Linked DNA regions of Macaca mulatta: region 1 is linked to region 2. Evidence: chromatin contacts called from public Hi-C data. All regions are on one chromosome and are shown on one strand. Each heading gives the region's core, a stretch centred on a gene start, on an enhancer-like site or on the middle of the called end of the contact. The rest is flanking DNA. Distances are from core to core; before and after follow the strand shown. Region 1 holds the start of RNF31 (ring finger protein 31). Region 2 holds the start of CARMIL3 (capping protein regulator and myosin 1 linker 3).

The links. Hi-C and Micro-C count contacts between places; a contact is called where the count stands out from the background.
Region 1: a Hi-C map of fetal cortex germinal zone shows a contact between it and region 2, with 2.5 times the contacts expected there. The contact joins the promoter of RNF31 here to the promoter of CARMIL3 in region 2. A contact is called at or near these places in 4 of 14 Hi-C or Micro-C datasets (blood, fetal cortex germinal zone, fetal cortical plate and 1 more).

What each region holds. Positions count from the first base shown.
Region 1 is chr7:97,262,438-97,267,820 of T2T-MMU8v2.0, reverse strand. RNF31 (ring finger protein 31) reads right to left here and starts at 2,999. Exons shown (of 22, transcript XM_077940761.1): 1 at 2,855-2,999; 2 at 1,782-1,974; 3 at 1,551-1,697; 4 at 1,248-1,403; 5 at 960-1,019; 6 at 785-860; 7 at 79-256. The coding sequence starts at 1,973. It overlaps PSME2 (proteasome activator subunit 2), which reads left to right and starts at 3,025. Exons shown (of 11, transcript NM_001257629.1): 1 at 3,025-3,138; 2 at 3,433-3,465; 3 at 3,902-3,964; 4 at 4,209-4,295; 5 at 4,401-4,431; 6 at 4,519-4,616; 7 at 5,203-5,271. The coding sequence starts at 3,091.
Region 2 is chr7:97,161,294-97,167,058 of T2T-MMU8v2.0, reverse strand. CARMIL3 (capping protein regulator and myosin 1 linker 3) reads right to left here and starts at 1,524. Exons shown (of 40, transcript XR_013396131.1): 1 at 938-1,524. DHRS4L1 (dehydrogenase/reductase (SDR family) member 4 like 1) reads right to left here. Exons shown (of 5, transcript NM_001277870.2): 3 at 4,354-4,488; 4 at 3,829-3,884; 5 at 1,772-2,297. The coding sequence ends at 2,183. All of the region lies in intron 1 of LOC144330191 (a long non-coding RNA gene), which reads left to right.

The DNA of each region.
Region 1 (5,383 bases), core at 1,750-4,249, 99 kb before region 2:
AGAAACTGGCAGGTAGTCCATAACCAAGTGATCTTAAGTTCTCTAAATTTCACTCACCCAGAAGAGAAACTCTCTCACCTGGGGCTTAGGTGGGTACCCTGGAGGACCCCAGGCAGGGTCTGGCGGAGGTGATGAGCACGGGATGGGTGTCCATGGAACAGGTGGTCACAGGCTGGACACAGGGCCTGTTTACAGGATGGGCAGTGCAGTGTGCCTGGGGCAGAACCACAGAGGAAGCAGGGACCAGGAGTGGAGCCTGGAGAGCAGGAGAGATAGAACATCTTTCCAAAAAAGACCAAGTTACATCTGAATCTGCTGTGGATGGGGGCAAATCACAAGACTACTTTTTAACACAACTGGCCCAAGGAAACAATTTTAATCTCTTAAAAAACAAAGAGGCCGGACACAGTGGTTCATGCCAGTAATCCCAACAATTTGGGAGGCTGAGGCGGGTGGATCACCTGAGGTCGGGAGTTCCAGACCAGCCTGACCAACATGGAGAAACCCTGTATCTACCAAAAATACAAAATTAGCTGAGTGTGGTGGTGCATGCCTGTAATCCCAGCTACCTGGGAGGCTGAGGCAGGAGAATCGCTTGAACCCGGAAGGCGGAGGTTGCGGTGAGTGGAGATCGCACCATTGCACTCCAGCCTGGGCAACAAGAGCAAAACTCTGTCTCAAAACAAACAAACAAACACAAAGGAAGATAACCAAGGCAGAGGAGCATCCCAAATTTCCATCAATATAGCTTGCTACTTGGTCCCCAATTTAGGACCAATAATACCTGGGGCAGAGGGTGTGGTGAGGGGGCCAGGAGCAATCTCTCTCAATAGGGGGTCAAATTCTGAAAGCTGTAGCATCTGAAAAAGAAAGGGCAGGGAATGAACAAGGGTTTAGGGATACAGAGTCCCACAATTCCGGTTCCCTTTGTATACCAGCCCCTTTCCTGCCTTCCTTACATCATCTTCAACCTTGTCTTCCAACAGCTGCTCCAGTGCCTGCTGTCTTGGATGAGTATTCTGTAATAATACAGATAAAAACGGTTTCCACCTAGACCCCTAGAACAAAGCCCTCCCTCTAAGCCCTGGTCCCTTAACATTCACAGAGGGAAAATCAGTACCCGGAGCTCCCAGAATGCTGAACTACGCCCATAGTTCAGCAGCACAGGGGTCCTCAGACTTACTTGAGTTAGGCTGGGCTCCCCAGCCCTGGTGCATAAGTCCATCAAGACTAGAGGAGCATCTCACCTGCAATAGCAGGCTGAGCTCTGTCCGAAGCAGCAGTACTTCCAGTGTGACTGTAGCAACCTGGTGCTCATTTGGCTCCTCTTGCCCTTCGGGGAAGCTCAACCCATCTGGCTGCTCCTCTGTATAGCCATATAATCGCAGCACATCTCGGCCCCCCTGCCACACATTCACAACCAGTCACCACCCAGGAGGCTTCCTGCCGAGTAGGGCTGGACCCCTCCCCATTCAGCACAATCTCAGGCCTTTTCTAGCCAAACCCCAGCCCAGACCCAGCCCCCTCTCCCGTAAGGCCAGGGGATTCACCTGCACAGCATCCACCGTGCTGCGAAAGACAGGGTTATTAAACTTGACGCCGCGCCAGTACCGGGGCCGCTGAGGGCTGAGAAGGTTGCGGCCATATTTCTCCAGGATGTTCAGGGCCGTGGACAGGGTACTGAGGTAGTTTCGGGGCTGGGAGCAATGAGAGCAGAGAGTTGTAAGCGTAGCCCGGGCCTCAGGCCCTGGTGCCCCCTTCCAAGCGGGGCCGGGCCTCACCTCCCCATGGGCGTTGCAGCGGACCAGGCGTGCGGCGTCCAGCTGCAGGTAGCGGGCGGTTGGCGGCAGAGAGCTGGCTAGCAGCGGCCGGAGCTGCTCCAGGGAAAACGCCTGCCCAGAATCCCTCCTCAGGGCGCTCGCCAGCTCCTCGCGGGCCACCAGGAAGGCCCGCTCCTCTTCCTCCCCCGGCATCCTGAGAAAGGAGTCAGCCCCAGCCTTGCCGCCCGCCGGGACCCGGCGCGGGCAGCGCGCGGCCCAAGCGCCGCCCCTCCCGTCTGGTGCCCGGCTTTGAGGCCCACCCCGGCCCGCGCAGCCGCCCCGGGTCACTCAGACCACAGTCATTCTCCAGCCCCCGGCCCTGCGCCAGGGTTAGCCGAGAACAGGAAGTACTAGGAAAGAGGGCGGGACAGCGACCCAATTTCAGAGGAACGGGCGGGGCTTAAGGTTAAGCTGGGAGCGGGTGTCCCGAAACCAGGGGGCGTGGCCAAGAGGGAGGGCCAGGTCCCAAGCAATGAGAAGGCAAATGGCTCCTGGCTCCTCCCTCAACGCGCCCCAGCATCTTCCCTCAGTCAAGCGCTCTTCCCCGCCTTCCTCCAGTCTGGTTCCACCCCTTCCGGATAGCCCCAGGCGCGGGGTTATCCTATTCAGCTCAAACCCTTCCTTTTTCTAGCTGGACCAGTCCGCTACGCTCCGGGCCTCACCGGGGAAGTCCCACCCTGCAGGGGAACCGACTCTGGCCGGCCCTAGCCCCTCTTGAGCGAGTCCCGCCCCATCTCCGGTCTGTCCTGAAGGCTGAGGGAAGACCCTCACCCAGCCCCTGCCCTCTCCCTTCTAAGGGCGGCTAGCCCTTCTCCACCCCAGGCGCTCCCTCTGGCTGCCCCTCCTACTCGCTCTCATCTCTCTCCGTCCGCTGTTTGCGGTCGAGACTTCTTGGGGGAGCCCCGCCACTGGATACCCCCTTTGCCATACTCCCACCTCTCTTACCCCGACCCTGGACTTCTCGTGGGCCCTAGCTATAAGCCCCGCCCCTCTCCAAGGGACAGCCCCGCTCCAGTCTCCGCTGTCCCACTCACCCCAGCCCCTCCCTCGGGCAGCCCCTGGGCTTGTGACCCAGCCAGCACCGCCTCTCCTAGTGGCAACTGGCTGGGAATGGCTGAGGGGCTACCTACTGCTTGCGGCCTGCCGGGGGAGGAGGGAGGCGGAAAGAAGAAAGGGGGCGGGGTTGAGGGGGGCGGGCCTGGACCTGGGGAGTGAAAGCGAAAGCCCGGGCGACTAGCCGGGAGACCAGAGATCTAGCGACTGAAGCAGCATGGCCAAGCCGTGTGGGGTGCGCCTGAGCGGGGAAGCCCGCAAACAGGTAATGGTGAATCGGAGGCCAGGAAGGGGTCATAGAGCCCTCTTGGGGGGAGGCCAAGCTGGGTGGTTCAGGGGACCAAAGCAGTGCCAGATAACTCCCCCAATCTCGCTAGTGCCTTCACTTCTCGGGGATTCCCAGATTCCTGCCCTCTGACTGCAGTGAGCAGGAGCTTCCAGGGGAAACTGGCTTGTGGTGAGAAAGGCCTGAGCCACAGTTGGAGGGCACCCTGTTGTGGGTGGAAGCTTTTGACAACCCAGACCCTTAACCAACATCCGGGTACTACTCTCTGTGTAGGTGGAGGTCTTCAGGCAGAATCTTTTCCAGGAGGTAAGTCTCTGGATTTCAGCGATTTGACCCAGAATCTTAGACCAATACTTGAGGATAACAACCTCTCCTAATGACCCCCCCCAAGTCACCCTAGACTTAACCCTACTTCCCTTACCAAGCCTTCACCCAAAGTAACCCCGGAATTATTGATAGCTACCTTTAATGTGACCTTTCTTATGACTCTCCCCACTTCTGGCACTTCTCCCCTCTTTTGATGTGGAGGAAAAAATCCATGGCTCCCAAAGCAGGAATAGCACAGTCCTAACCTTAGTTCTGCCACTTACCAGCTTGGGCAAGTCCTTTCATTTTCAGGTCTTCAGTTTCCTCATTTGCAAGTCTTGGACCCGGTGATTTCCAAAGGCCCTTCCAGTTCCATTTGTCAGACATCTCATTGAGCATATTCTGTGATTCCCCTCCCTTGCAATGTAACCCACAGGCTGAGGAATTCCTCTACAGATTCTTGCCACAGAAAATCATATACCTGAATCAGCTCTTGCAAGTGAGTAGTGTGGCCCCCTCCTGCCCCTTCCCATGTCCTCTCTCCCCTTTGCCCATCCTCTCTAGCTAACAACTGGATTCAGCATGCAGAGAATAGTTTCAAGTAGTGGACTGGGAATATTAGGATGGCGTGAGGCATGAGCCTAGGTTGGGAGGCAGAGGGCAAGTGGGATGTATGGAGGGAAGGCTGTGACCTAGGATGAAGGGAAGAGACTGGGCAGCCCCTGACAGTGAGCTCTGTGCAGGAGGACTCCCTCAATGTGGCTGACCTGACTTCCCTCCGGGCCCCACTGGACATCCCCATCCCAGACCCTCCACCCAAGGATGATGAGGTGAGGCATTCAGGGTGCAGGACTTGGACTATAAACCCAATGGAGATGATAGCCCTTCAACCTCTGTGACTTTTCCAAAGCTACTTTCCCCCTTTTTTGTCTTAGATGGAAACAGATAAGCAGGAGAAGAAAGAAGGTAAGAGAGATAAGAGGTGACTAGGGAAGGGGAGATGGCACATTGGCTGCTGGATGAGAAAGAGCCTGAATCCCCTCTTTCTCACAGTCCCTAAGTGTGGATTTCTCCCTGGGAATGAGAAAGTCCTGTCCCTGCTTGCCCTGGTTAAGCCAGAAGTCTGGACTCTCAAAGAGAAATGCATTCTGGTAAGCCTAGGAAATGGGGGAGGTGGAAAGAGAAGATACACAAAGTGAAGCCCTGGACTCCTCCATAGATACAAGTCCTTCATACAGAGACCTAGTCCTGAAAAAGAAAACTTCCTTCTGTGCCTTGGGCTTAGATCTCCTTTGTTCTCATTCTGTTAGACCTCTCTTATCACAACGGTACCCCCAAAATTAGAGACTATGCAGTATCCACTCTGTAACCTCAGAACCTACTGCTCTATCGGGTTCATAGTAGAGGTGGCATGATATAGTGAGTGAATTGTTTTAAAAGAGTGGACCCTAGAGAGAGACTGCTTAGGTTCAAATCATGATTCTATCAGTTACCTAGCTGGTAACCTTAAGTAAGTCACTTAGACATTCTGTGACTCAGTTTTTTCATCTGTTAAATGGATACAATAAATATGTGTCTCTGATGGTTGCTGTGATGATTAAATGAAATAAATACATGACACAGCGCTGGTGTGTAATAAGTACCCAATTAAATATAACAATTTTTTAGTAAGTGACAATAATAGGAAGAACTCAGTATGTTTGTTGAATGATTCTTACATGATCCCTCTTAACACAGGTGATTACATGGATCCAGCACCTGATCCCCAAGATTGAAGATGGAAATGATTTTGGGGTAGCAATCCAGGTAAGAAAAGGGTAACTGAAGACACTTAGAGTAGGGAGAGCCTCGGAGGTTGAGCTAGACATGAACCAGAAGGAGGAGGAAGATAGTGTATGAAATGGGGAGGACATGAAGT
Region 2 (5,765 bases), core at 275-2,774:
TTAAATGAGACCCATACCATCTGCTGGCAGAACCACCCAGATATAGTGTGTGTGTGTGTGTGTGCGCGCGCGCGCGTGTGCTGGGGTGCCATCTCTGTGAAGATGTGTTTACACACGTCTCACGATTGTGCTGTGTGTGTGTGCAGGTGTGGGAGACCGCCACGGTGCAGCATGCCTCTGAGTATCCATGAGCATCCTGCGCTTTGCGTGGGCTAGCCTGTGCTCCCGTCTCTGGGGGTCAGGGTTGTGGCAGTGCTGGGTGGCCGGGCCTGGGTTTGGGCTAGGTCTGAGAACCATGCAAACGGGAGCAGCCTTGATGTGTGGGTGGTGGGTAGCTAGAAGGAGGCAGGCTGGGACGGGGGCTGTGGGAGGCGAGCCGCAGAGACCCTCCTGCTCTTGGTTTTAGCTCCAATCCAGGGCCTCTTCCCTGACTCTCTTCTTTGCCCCACTGGCCTGGGCGCTGCCCAGCTCCTAAGGGGCTCTTCAGGGCCAGTTCCGGGGCGGGGCCGGGAGGAGGGAGGGTGTTAAGCCACGCAGCGGTCAGGACCAGGGGCAGCTCCCATTGCCGGGAGGGGCGGGCTTGGCCCCGCCCGGCGGGGAAGCGGGGACTCTCCGGAGGGGAGACCGGACGCTTCGCCGAAGGTGGGCCAGGAACGCCGAGAGTCAGCCCCAGAGAGCGCCAGGGAACTGCACCTGTCACCGAAGGGCGGGACGGGCGGCTCCGGGACAGGAAGGTCCCGACCGGGTGAGGCGAAGCAGGCAGCGGAGGTGCTCCGGGGACAGCGATGCCCGGACTGGGATGCAGGGGCTGCCTTGGAGCCGGGATGCATGGGGTGAGGGGTGTGAGACACCGGGCTGGGGTGCACCGCGGGGAGGAACGCGCTGGGTCTGGGATGCTCCCGGACGGGGCGTCCCGGAGACCGAGGCAGCCTCGTACCTTGCAACTCGCGGGTGAGCTCCACGCTGGGCTTGGCCATGGCGGCCGCTGTTGCTGAGGCTGCTGCAGAGGAGCCGCCGCCACCGCTGGGGAGCCGCAGCACATGCTAGACCCGGCTTCGGCAGGGCCCAGGCGCTGAGCGCTGCAGCAGCGGCCGAGCCCGCTCGGGTCAGGGGCGGCTGCTTGAGCGCTCCTCCCCCGGCCACGGAGCGCCGGCTCCCCCGCCCCGCCCGGAGAGCTGCCCGACTGAGCATGCGCGACGCGCGGCCGAGCAGCGTGAGACCCCCCGCGCGCGCTCACGCGGACCCCTCTCGCCGGCTCCCGCGTGAGCGGGCCGGTGTGCGTCGCCAGGTGTCCGGGCCTTCGGGGTAGGGGGCAGCGTCCCCGCTTTCCGTCTACTATTCCTCGGGCCAGTGGGCAGAACCCATTTCTTTTGTTTGTGGGCCTGGGCAGCTTGCAGGGCGTTTCTCTATTCCCCACCGGCTCAGGACCTGTTCAGCTTGTCCTTGCTGACTCGGGAGGGAACTCGGGACCTAGGGCCATGCCAGAAGGGGACCTGGCCAGATCTGGGAGGCAAGGGGCGGGGAGATGTTAGAGAGTTCATCCTTCCCCACCCTCGCCCGGCTCGCCCTGCCTCGGGGATCCCCGTGGTGTCCTGGGAGTTCCCGTGCCACCTTCCTTCCAGTTGGCAGCTCTGCAGACACCTCCACCCCTGCACATCACGCTCAGGTCCTGGAGACAGGGAGGAGGGCTGGGGGATCCAGAGATCCAGCCTGGCCAGACTTCTGCTCTCTGCTCAGCTAAGCACCCCACACTGAGAAATGAACACGTGGATTCGATTCAAAGCCCTGCAATCATCTGCATTTTATTTGCACCTCATTTGCAAGTTGTTAATTTGCAACTCTGCTCCTTCCACTCCAGCTTCCTTCTCTCCCATCTCCCCTCAAATTCCCCAGTGGCCCGGGCAAAAAATATCTGTTGGTCTTTGCCAAGGTAGACTCAGCCTTGTCAGCAGACCTGTCCTGTGTTCTCAGGGGAGGCCTTTACCCAAGGCCACAACAACAGCAGGAATCCTGAGTAAGACACCACCTTGACTGCAGGGAAGGCTGCATCTTTTCACAGGGCAGAACTGATTTTATGAGGTGAACAGTAAGGTGAGGAGAGGTGGGAAAGGCCAGTGGATGAATGGAGGAACAGCACCAGGAGCTAGAGCCCAACACTGCCCCATGGGCTGTTTCCAGGTCCTCAGAGGCGGGACGGGGTTCCTCCACCCACCACCACTGTCTCCCCAGTGATGTAGGTGGCATATTCAAAGCACAGGAAAGACAAGATGCCAGCATAATCCTCTGACTCGCCTAACCTGGGGAATAGGGGAAGCAAGAAAGGGAGTAAAAATCAAACAGGTCTGCCTCCCTCACTCGGCCCACAGGGAATGAAATTTGCTTAATCAAGAATTATCAGATGACTTTTCAGGATCAGTGTACAAGCTTTCCGCCTATCAAATAGTGTTACCATGAGGATATGCTGTTATAATTTAGTATGAGCATACTGTACTCTGCAAAAACCATTACCCATAATATTCAAATACTGTAGAAACACACTGTTTTTTAGAGAGCTCAGGACACCAAAATCCAAAGTTATACAGATAAAATAGTAAGCAATTATTTCATACTTCAGAAAAAAAAATGGTTTCACATGTGCACACACTAAAGTATCAGGGAATCTGTGTGACAGTAAATGGTGTGTTTAAAATGATTCCATTTGTACAGGTTCAACTTACAGACAACTTTTTCAGGAATCTATACTTGTCCCTTAAAGTTAGGTTCATTTGGTGAGAATGTGCTAATTCTTATTTTATCAGTGACTGCATAGTTAGGAGACACTTTAATTTGCCTGCCATAGAATGCTCTAGAGGTGGGCAAAGTGAGTAACTCAAACATACAAGGGCTGAATTAATGGTTCTCCATTCTAGCTGTACCTTGCAATCATTTGAGAGGCTTAAACAAACAAACAAAACAAAACAAAAAAACAAAACAAAACAAAAAAAAGAAAAGAAAAGACAAAGAAAAACAAAAGCCCAGATGGTCAAGTCCTACCTTGGACCAATTACAAAAGAATCTCTGGGAGTGGGTGGGGCCTGAGCATCTGCAGTTTAAAAAGCTCCCCAGGTGATTCTAATGTGAATCCAGGATCGAGCTACATGGGCTAGATCAATTCATTGGAGCTCTAGGATGACAATCCCGAATTATTAATGAGTTACAAACTAGGCCTGCAGCTCATGCCTGACATCAGAATGCCTTTGGGAAGATTTGGGATGTCTGGACCAGTACAGAGTTAGGCATTGCTGGCATCTGTCCTCGAAGCCAGAAGATAGAGAGAGGCAGGGAATTTAGAGGAAAGGGAGCCCGACAAAGGTGCTTGAACAGTTCACCCAGCTCACTGGGGAAGAAAGTAACTCCTTAGGCAAGGGGAGTTTGGGGCTTAGTAAAGCTCTTCATTCTTTTCATTTGGATTGTAGATCATCAACCTGAGTTTCATAAACATGTGTCATTATTCAAGGGAACTAAAAATGCATGGTTTTGGTTTTGGTCTTTGGTCTCCATGGATGCTCAGAGGTGGAGGCAATCTCCCAGGTGGAGAAAGGACTCAGGACTTCTCCCAGAGCTCTGCACTGCTGAAACCCCGATGTCTCTGGGTTTACCTTTTGAAAGGGAAGCTGACTTCTTGCTCAGGCCACTGCAGTGAGAGTGTTTATGAATTTGTGGTCTGTGAGGCAGAGGAGAGCCTGCCTGTGTTATCTGTGGGACTGAGACAGTGGACTGTGGGCTGCTAGGGACCAGACCTTTCCATCTTCATGCCTCTTAGGGCCCTTGACCGCATGATGGTTTTACCTTCTGATCTGCAGAGTTTCTTTCATTCTTTCCTCTTTTTCCTTGTCTATCCAGAGCTGCAGGAAGAAGGGAAATGTCTTTATGTTTAAGAAGAGGAAAGCGAAGAACAGAAAGGGAAGAAACTGCCTGTCCTCATGGCAAGAGAGTAAGGATGGACAGACTTCCCTCTTTCACTTCCTATTTCTTTTTCTAGCTCCCAGCTCTCCCCACTGCCGTCATGTGTTTCATTTGTTTCAGGTTCTAGTGATGCATTTTGCTGCATCTCTCCAATTCTCATCCATGTAAGGAGAGAGGAAACAGTGTGAGTAGAGTCTGAATACCTCAGTCTCCACCCTATACCTCAGGAAAGGTTTGATAGGAGTCTGGCTTGGAAAGGGCAGTTGGTACAGAGAGGGAATATGGAAAAGCCCAAGGAAGGAGAATGGAGTGGTTGAGAGTTTAGGAATCAGGTACTGGGCTTCCCTGTCCAAGAAGATGGATGCCTTTCAAGGGGTTCCAGTGGGATGCAGAGCTCCCCTTCCTCACCATCCTGCTGAAGCTGGTCTTGATAAGTCCAGGTGCTAGGCAGTTCACCCTAATGTTCCTTGGGGCTAGCGCTATGGCCAGGGTCTTGGTGAGGCCCAGTAAGGCTGTTTTACTGACACTGTAAGGACTGAAGCCCTGGAGAAAGAAGGGAATGTGTCAGACTCATAGTTTCCAGGTCATTCTTGGTTCTAATTACTAGACAGAAAGGGCAGTGCTCAATAGGGATCTCCTGTAAGGGAGGGGCACAGTTAGGAAACTGTCTTGTGGCTAAACCTCCCCCAGGTTATGGTTTGTGGAGGCAAGGCATCTTGCAGGGCAGGGACTTGGTGTGATTCTAAAAGGGGACACAAACTTCTTTGGGTTATGTAACAGGAGGGGTGGAAAGATGTAGAGTGGAGGATGGGATGGAAGGGGCAGACAAAAGGTTTCTTACAAGAGATGGACTGAAGGCTGCTACAGAGGGCAGGAATACCACTGAGCCACCCCTGGAAAAAGAAGAGAGCTGACCCTCTTCCCAGTGTGGACCACTGCCCTCAGCCCGTGTGAGGTCCCATCTCACCCAGGCTCTCCCTCACTCTCTGTACCCTCGTTTCTCCATTTCTGGCACCACTGCCTTTGTCATCAGGGCTGGGGCCTTCACATTAATGTCCAGAGTCTGAAGCCAAGAGAAGAAGGGGAAACAGCATGAGTGAAGAGCACTGGAGGAGGCATGGCAATGAGGAGTTAGAGTGGGTTCCTAGGATGTTTGTCAGAGCTGACGAAGATCTTAGGATGATTCAGCTGCATCTTGCACATGAAGAAACTGAGGTTCAGGGAGAAGTAGCTCTCACCAGCTGCTCAGCTAGATAATGATACATTAGGTTCAGGTGAGAAAAAATGGAGCCTGGTTCATCTTGTTTCGTAAACAGCCAGGTATGATGTGGCCCAGAAGGGGCCTAAATCCTCAGGGCTCCTTTGGATTTGAGCTGTGTTTTCTGCGTTTCTTCAAAATAGGGAAAGTCTGCAATTGTCAGCCTCCTGGACCTGTCTTAGAGTGGGCCATGCTTCTCAGGGAAAATGTGGCCTGACCTTGGATTCCTGGGGTTGTTCTAGCACTTCTCTGGCTTCTGTGCTTAGGGAGTGAGATGCTCTTGGCCCTCTAGGATGGACTGCCTGGCTAGACCTGATTAGAAAGTGGGATCATGAGGAGGCACCTTCTGGGGAAACTGGAAGACAAGGTACAATCAGAATCCCCACATCCATAATCTAAAACAAATGCATGACCCCTGTTTACATTGTTCTAGACAACTGCTTATATTAAAATATTTCAATCTTACAGAAAAATTGGAAATAGAAATACAACGAGTATCTAGAGATCCTTCACTTAGATTCACCAATTGTTCTCTACTAAAAATACAAAAATTAGCTGGATG